3 separate regions of the Gossypium arboreum genome follow, and all the other regions are linked to region 2. Evidence: chromatin contacts called from public Hi-C data. All regions are on one chromosome and are shown on one strand. Each heading gives the region's core, a stretch centred on a gene start, on an enhancer-like site or on the middle of the called end of the contact. The rest is flanking DNA. Distances are from core to core; before and after follow the strand shown. Region 1 holds the start of LOC108453988 (structural maintenance of chromosomes protein 4). Region 2 has its middle 7.5 kb from the start of LOC128281351. Region 3 holds the start of LOC108454153 (zinc-finger homeodomain protein 9).

Evidence for each region. A called contact is a pair of places that touch in the nucleus more often than the background predicts.
Region 1: a Hi-C map of leaf shows a contact between it and region 2, with 5 times the contacts expected there. The contact joins the promoter of LOC108453988 here to the enhancer-like site in region 2. A contact is called at or near these places in 3 of 5 Hi-C or Micro-C datasets (all in leaf).
Region 3: a Hi-C map of leaf shows a contact between it and region 2, with 2.4 times the contacts expected there. The contact joins the promoter of LOC108454153 here to the enhancer-like site in region 2. A contact is called at or near these places in 2 of 5 Hi-C or Micro-C datasets (both in leaf).

What each region holds. Positions count from the first base shown.
Region 1 is chr9:3,433,520-3,436,219 of ASM2569848v2, forward strand. LOC108453988 (structural maintenance of chromosomes protein 4) reads right to left here and starts at 1,364. Exons shown (of 28, transcript XM_017752262.2): 1 at 1,049-1,364; 2 at 153-242. The coding sequence starts at 1,198.
Region 2 is chr9:3,512,026-3,514,725 of ASM2569848v2, forward strand. No RefSeq gene overlaps it. Among protein-coding and RNA genes, the nearest start is that of LOC128281351, 7.5 kb to the left of the region's middle. Within about 2 kb of position 1,361, at least 2 of the 2 cell types and tissues checked have an H3K27ac peak or open chromatin away from gene starts, as enhancers often do. A contact at or near this core is called in leaf, where this site is marked.
Region 3 is chr9:3,585,108-3,587,807 of ASM2569848v2, forward strand. It overlaps LOC108454153 (zinc-finger homeodomain protein 9), which reads left to right and starts at 1,384. Exons shown (of 1, transcript XM_017752500.2): 1 at 1,384-2,700. The coding sequence starts at 1,804.

The sequences.
Region 1 (2,700 bases), core at 114-2,613, 79 kb before region 2:
TAGATCAGCAAAATCAAGCACGAAAGGATATAGAAAAAGGGAAATCTTCAAAAAGTACTGCCAGGTATATGATTAGAAGTACCATTGTAGCTACATAGGAACAAAAAAGAAGATAAATACCCAAATAATAGAATTTTGCTAATAAAAACTACCTGCTTTGCTCTCTTCCCAAATACAAAAAGCATGGCATCTATCACATTGCTTTTACCACTTCCATTTGGCCCAACCACAGCAGAAAAGCTCTAAATTTCATCGAAACAAGAAAAGAAATCGGGGGGAACAGAGAGAAAGAGTTTAAACTTTATAGTTAGTGGAAGAAATATTAAATTCCTAAGATGAAAAGTAAAATTTGAGGACAAAATGATATCTTTTTAGCCTACTCAATAGTACAGTGAACAAACTTAAAGAAACTAAGACTTGAAATACGAAAGATAATTATTTGAAAAAGTCATAATTTGAGTTAAATTTTTGAACTTGTCATATAGACTAGCAACTTGCCACTCAATTTTCCACCTCTTTCTCGCAACCAAAAGAAGGGAACACTAAGAACAGAAAAAATAAATTATCTCAAATTCAATTCGTGCAATTATCATATCATTTTACATTTTTTTTCTTGGCAACCAAGCAGGAGTTAGACTACTAACAAACAAACTAAAAGCTTACTTTCTACATCTAACTATTAAAAAAAAAAAAAAAAAGGTAATCGAAAATATAAATTTTTGAAATGTTCATCAATCTGGAATTTTCTTTCTCGATTTCCAGTGCTTTCTCAGTAACCAAAAGGAAACCGTTAAAATTACAACAAAAAGGAGAAAAAAAAAAGAAAGCTATTCGAGTTGAAGTCATGTAATTTTTAATTTCCTTCTCAGTTCTTCATTTTCTCAAAAGAAAAAAAAACGAAATAATGAACTAATAACGAAAGGAAAAGCTAATCCAAGTTGAGTCCGTGGAATTATTACATAAATTTTGCAATTTTCCTTCTCAATTTCCAAACTTTCCTAGAAACCAAAAAAAAATATCAAAATTAAACGATAAAAGAAAATATAACCTTGTGAAAGGGACCGACGCGCTGTTCACCGGCATAAGACTTGAAGTTCCTCATCACCATCTCGTTAATTACTAACCTCGGTCCTCGAGATCCCACTTGGGCCTGCTCTGGTTCGCGAGTCGCGAACTCATCCTTCGTTTCCACCCCCATACGGAAATGAGCGGCTGCTGAGTCAACTCGCTGCTGTTGAATCGGTTTGAGACTTCGAGACGATTTGATGGAATAAACAAGTAAAAGGAAGATGAAAAAGTTTAATAAGTATTTGAGCGAAATTTCAAAAGGGATATTTTAGCGGGAATTTGAAATGAAAAAAACATAAATGGGCCTTCGTTCGGCCCTTTTGACCATTAATAAGCTTCTGAAACTTGCACATTGCAAAAATAAAACACACATCGTTTATGTTTTTTTAAGGCATAATGACAATTTTAGTTCTTACTGTTTACTCATTTTCTCACTTTAGTCCTAATTTTTTTTATGGATCGCTTTGGTTCTCAACCTTCAAATTTTAGTCAAATTACTTCTTGTTAAATAGAAAAGCTCACTGAAAATTAAGATTTTAATAGCCCTAGCGTTGTAACGCGTGTGGCAATTCACGTGTACTTCATTGTTGATGTGGTTATATTTTAAAAAATGAACCTTTTATAATTTGTTGAATTTTTAAAAAATATTTTTTTATAAAGTATACATGGACTATCATGTGAGTCGTCATATAGTGCCATTAAAATTGGTGACTAAAATAACAAAATAAGTAAACATTAAGAACTAAATTAGTGAACAAAGTCCAACACTAGTCGAAGTATCATGGCTAGTTTTCTTAGCCAATTGGATTCCCAAACAATATATTGGCAAAAAAAAAAAAAAAAGGTAAATACTTTTGGTCATGTATGTCATCAATTTGTTAAGTTATAATCATTGGCCCATTAAATAGCATTATCGATATAACAGTAAATTGAAGTATCGCATTAATATCATCATTTTCATATGAAAATTTCAAGTTACATTATACAACTAATCCCTATACTTTTTTTTTTAACAATTTAATTCTTTTTCTTTTAACTTTGTCTTTTGTTTTCTTTTCCTCTTTCATTTTTCTTCCTCTTTCTTTATCCTCTTTTCTCCTTTTTTTTTTCTTTTCTTTTCATGAAAGTTTGCATGATAAAACAATATTATGATTGAGATAGAAATCACATTCATTTGAAATGAGGTCATATGGTATTCATCTACGACTTAGTTATATATTAAGAAGGCATAAATATTTATTTGGCTCTTTAATTTTATAAAAAAATTAATTTAGTCTTTTATTTAATTTTTCGTCTCTTTTAACCTTTAAATCTATGTTATTTGTCAAATCACTCTAAAATAGATAAAAAATTAATATTTGTCAAATTTTTTGACGTGGTATACACGTAGATTGCCATGTAGATGCCGTGTTAGTAATAAATTAAATTTTTAAATTTTAAGAAATTCAAAAAATTATTAAAATTATTTTTAAAAGTATAAAATTATAAAAATTTAAAATTAATTAATTGCCAAAATGTCATAAACATGATATATATGGGCTATCATGTGGATTCGTCATCAGTTAACAAAAATTAACTTTTTCATCCATTTTGAGATGATTTAGCAAATAATACAAATTCAAAGTTTAAAAT
Region 2 (2,700 bases), core at 111-2,610:
CCAATTTGTTCTTTGATCTAACATACATAGATTTATTTACTCATTTTTTAGTAGAGGAATAAAATGTAATTTGACTTTTTGTACGGGGGCTTGCATAGTACTTTTATTGAAATTTGATGAAATTTGTTGTTTATCTCTTCTTTTAAAACTAAGATATCCATTACCGATAGTAATGACTAATTTCTTTGTTACTAAAGCTTTTCAAATAAAAAAAAACTAATCATGAAATATGCCTCATTCTTATAAGCAGAGATCAATGCGACTATATGATTAAAAAACGATAAAATAATGAATGTAAATATTGAAAATAACTTCAAACCAACTAAATTCAATCTTTCAATAATGCTTGCAGTGTTAGAGTAGGGATTTAACTGATTATGGTGTTTCATCATTTTAACCATGTCAAGAAAACCTAGATTAGGTACCTACCACATGGGGCACATAGCCCTACAAATAATCAATTATTTTGGTGGTTAAAGCCTCAACAAACAATCAAATTCTACAAGCAAAAAATGCACCCTTAAACAAATCATTCATACACATTTGCTAGCCATTGCTAGTGACATTCCACTTTTTATGAACTTTTATTTAAACTTAGAATTTCTTGAATTAAAAAAATAAAAGAAATGGAAAAAAATCAGTTTTTTTTTTCTGGAATTAGTTCAATATATTTATAAAATTCAATAAAAATAATATGTTAATGATAATTTTGGTTATTAATTTTAGAAAAAAAAGTGTATAATAATTAGTGCAATGTGCATATACAGGGAGCAAGTAGGACCAAATGGCAGATGCTAAGTAGCTATTTCCCCTCACAAAAACAAAACACCTAATAATTTCCAGAAATTTATTAACTGTAGAAAATTGTAGAGTACTATTAGGTAGATTTGTCAGAAATGCCATTATTAAGGCTTTTGTTTACTTATTCTTTCCTGTTTCCCACTTGTGTTTTTTGTTTTCCTTCAAATTTTTAGGATTTTATTTAAACCCAGCATGTCACCATTGCACCTGCATGACATCTCTCCATCACATGATTAAACCAATTAAGACTTTATCTGATTATTTACAGTTATATTACATAATCTCAAATATGGAAATTGGATAAAGGAGAAATAGATAAATTTTTAATAAAAATTAATTATTTTTAATTTATAATACATAGATTAATTTATTTATTTTTAGTAAAAAATAAAATATAATTTAACTTTTAATATAAAATCTTCACGAGATTTTTACCCACAAATTTTTTATCTTATCCTACCAAAGAAAAATCAAACATGAATACAACTGCTATGATTAATTGTATTTTCTAAAAAGTTTTTTTCCCCCAACTTTTACAACATCAAAATGCCATGTTCCTGTTCCTTTAGCAAAGGATGGATTATATACATATATAAGAGATCTGATTGTGAATAATTGTTGCCAAATTGCCACTTTGAAAGTTCACAAGAGAAAAAAAGAACCTGCAGGTGACCCAACCAACAAAATTTTAGGCTGAAAACAGTGTTTTAGGAGTTTTGAATTCTCAAAATCTCGAAAGGGGCCCAAATGACACAAAAAGGGTCACTATTGGCCCAAGCTACCATAATTAGGAGCAGATGAGGGCTTGGCACTGAACTCATAAATCTTGAAGGTTGGAGTTTAATTCCCACTATTTTATACTAGTGAAACTTTCAAAATAAGAATAATAAAGTTTTTGGTAAAAACACCTTTCTAATCCCTTTAAATTTAATATTGAGTAAATTAATCTCTTTCAAAAAAATGAAAATCAAATTCAAAAATAAGTAACTAAGGACAATTAATAATGGCGTTAATATTTTTCATTAATTTTAAATAATTTAGTCTTTTTTAAATTGACAAAAATATTAACGTTGTTATTAATTGTCCTTAGTTGCTCATTTTAAAATTATCAAGGACTAAATTGCTCTATTTTTCAAGAGGAACTAATTTACTCAATATTGAAATTGAGAGAACACCAAAGGTCTTTTTACCAAATTTTTTTACTGAGGTTGAACGATATCAATTTTGTTATTTTTTTAAAAGCAATATATCCATTTATATTAAAATCAATTACAAAATCGCAGAATTCTCTTCAATTAGGAAAAAGTATGGGGAAGTTTTCAGATGGGCTAAAATATTTTATAAGTCTTTGTATTTGTAGAAAATTTGGAATTTAGTCATTATATTTTTATTTTCAGAAATTTAATCTCTATGTTTAAAATTTCAAAATTTAGATACAATTATTAGCAATATTAAAAATTTTGTTAAATTTGTTGGTGTGACATTTTGAAATAAAAAATACTCACTTAGTTGCCATGTAAATAAAAAATAGCATTGTGTTAACCTGAATTTAACAAAAAAAAGTTAACTATTGGACCTAAATTTTAAAATCTTAAAAGTAGAGAGACTAAATATCTAATTTTTAAATATTACAAAAACTTATAGCATATTTTAACACACCTATCCATATATATAAAAGCACAAATTCAGAGAAACTTTGAATTGACAAAAATCATCATATTATTAAATTTACATTTAAAAATAATTGTAATTTAATTTAAAATTATTAGCTAAAAAGCTAACGTTTAATTTACAATGATTAATTAAAAAATTGATGTAAAAAAGTTGTGCTAATTTAAAACAAATTTAGTACTGAACAAAACTCTAAACATAAAATATAGAAAAATTATGGTAATTATA
Region 3 (2,700 bases), core at 134-2,633, 73 kb after region 2:
GTTGTCTTCTCGCATTATGATATGTTGGCATAATGCAACTTAATATTAGTTAAATGTTAGGTAATCAATGAACCAATATTTGACTATACATTTTGTTTTGTGTGCAAAAACCATTAAGGAGAATATACAAATGGTAGTATCGTGAATGATGGAATTTTATCAAATCAATTTGTTTGAAAAATTACAAGTGTATATGACAAAGAACTACACTAAGGGCACTAGATATCGTTAGAGCATACTTTAGAAAATATATAAACTTAGAATTTGCCTTTAAATTAAAATAAATCTACAATAACATTGAATTAATGGCGGTAACTAAAATAAAAACGTTTTTGTAATGACAATGCTCTATTTACAAATTTTTATTTTTCGGTCATCAAAATAAAAATTATGAAAATAGGTGACTAATTGAATAGTGTACTCTATTTATATTTAGAATTTTACTTTTTTTAATTCATAGATATATATTTTAAGAAAATCCATCTATCATGTTTTAAATTTATTCTAGTATTTTTAAATATTTTAAAGAAACAATTAAGATATAATTTAAACTTCACAAGTAAAATTTAAAAGGTGGCACATATTTTTATTTAACTTATAATAGATTTAAATATTATTATTTAATATATTTAAGGTGAAAATTTTTAATTCCACAAACAAAAGAAATAGTCATTTATATTATTTATTTTAAAATATCAATTAAAGATAAACGTTGTTCTTTATTGGATTGTGAACTCAAAAGTTCTACTACTCATATATTAAATAATTATTTATAAAATTAAATTCTTTTTTACGGGTAAACTAGCCTATTTTCAATTATATAAATAACCTAAGTTTATTAATCTCACAGGTAAATATAATTATCACTTGTAAAAAAAATCACTGGTAAAATGGCACATATAACCTAAAATTTCTTATATTTAACTTAAGATTTATCTTTAATACACAGTAATTTTAGATAATTCAAATTAAAACTTGCTATACATTTTTTTTTATTTTTAAAGTGTTAAATGATTATTTGGGCTTTAGATAAGTTTTTTATATTGAGTATTTTTTAAGTTAGGGTTAAAATTTGGTGATTGTTTTCATATTTTAGTCTAGATTTGATAATTTTTCTTATGGGTTTAAATAGTTTTTTTCTATTTAAATTAGGTCTTAGAACTTAAAAATTATTCTCCCGTTAAAGATTGAATTTTATATTTTCAAAGACTAACTGAGATAAAAAAATTTAAAGTCCCAATATTAAAACATTTAGAAGTTAAAAGGACTAACATTAAAAAAAATTTAAACCCAAAACTAATTTTCATTATGGTCTAACAGTATGCGCCATGGTTCTAATATTACGTTAAGTTTAAAAATTTCCTAAATAAAATTTTTGTATGTATGTATTAATTACACAAACATATCTAACCCTAAAGGGGTCGACAACTTAACCATGGATTAGAACTCTGGTTAAAAACTCAAGTGGTTAAGAAGGGCAACCACAACCACAGATTTTTTATTATCAACAGTCCTCCTTCCTCCTCCACCACCACCACCACCACCATCGCCTCCGCCTCCGCCTCCGCCCTTTCCTCTTTTTCCCTTCATTTTCCAAGCGATAACCTCCAAACAAACAAAGAAGAAACAACCAGCCTTTTCTGTTTTTTTTTTTCAACTCCAATCTTCTTAATTTTCTTCCATGGTATCAAAATTCTCACAAAACCCATATTGGAAACCCTATTTTAAATTCAATTTCATCCCATCTTTTTATAATTCCCCCCATTAAGTTTAGGTGTTTTGTTGACTCTAGATGTTAGAGCCATGGAAATAGCCCCTACAAGCACCCCTCCACTAAGTACCACAACACCCAAATCACCCGACCCAGAGACCGAAACACCAGTTCGGATCCATCCTGCCAAGCCCAAATCTTTTACTAACGGTGTTCTCAAGCGCCACCAACCTCACCACCACTACCTCCACCATGCGCCGCCCATAGTGGTGAGCTACAAGGAATGCCTCAAGAACCATGCAGCCACTTTGGGTGGACATGCTTTAGACGGCTGTGGTGAATTCATGCCTTCCCCATCAGCCACCCCATCCGACCCAACTTCCCTCAAGTGTGCAGCTTGTGGTTGCCACCGCAACTTCCACCGCCGAGAATCAGATGACCCACCACCCACAACAACAGCCACCGCTACTATAGAATATCAGCCTCACCACCGTCACCATCCACCGCCTCCAGCAAGTCAAGCACCACATCGTAGTCCAAACTCAGCTTCCCCACCACCGATCTCATCATCTTACTACCCTTCAGCTCCTCACATGCTTTTAGCCCTTTCAGGTGGTTTAGCTGGTGCATTAGACAACAACCACCATCAAAATAACTCTCATTTACAAGGCTTAGGAACCCTTACCCCAAACACCACAAATCTGGGTTCCCACTCAAAGAAAAGATTCAGAACAAAGTTCACTCAGTTTCAGAAAGATAAGATGTTGGAATTCGCTGAGAAAGTTGGGTGGAAGATTCAGAAAAGAGATGAACAAGCTATCCAAGAGTTTTGCAGTGAAGTTGGGGTTGATAGAGGGGTTTTAAAAGTTTGGATGCATAACAATAAGAACACTTTTGGGAAGAAAGATCAAGCCATTAATGAAGGAGAAACTGGGAATAACAACAATACTGAGAATGGACTCAGCCATGAAGACCACCATCACCACAAC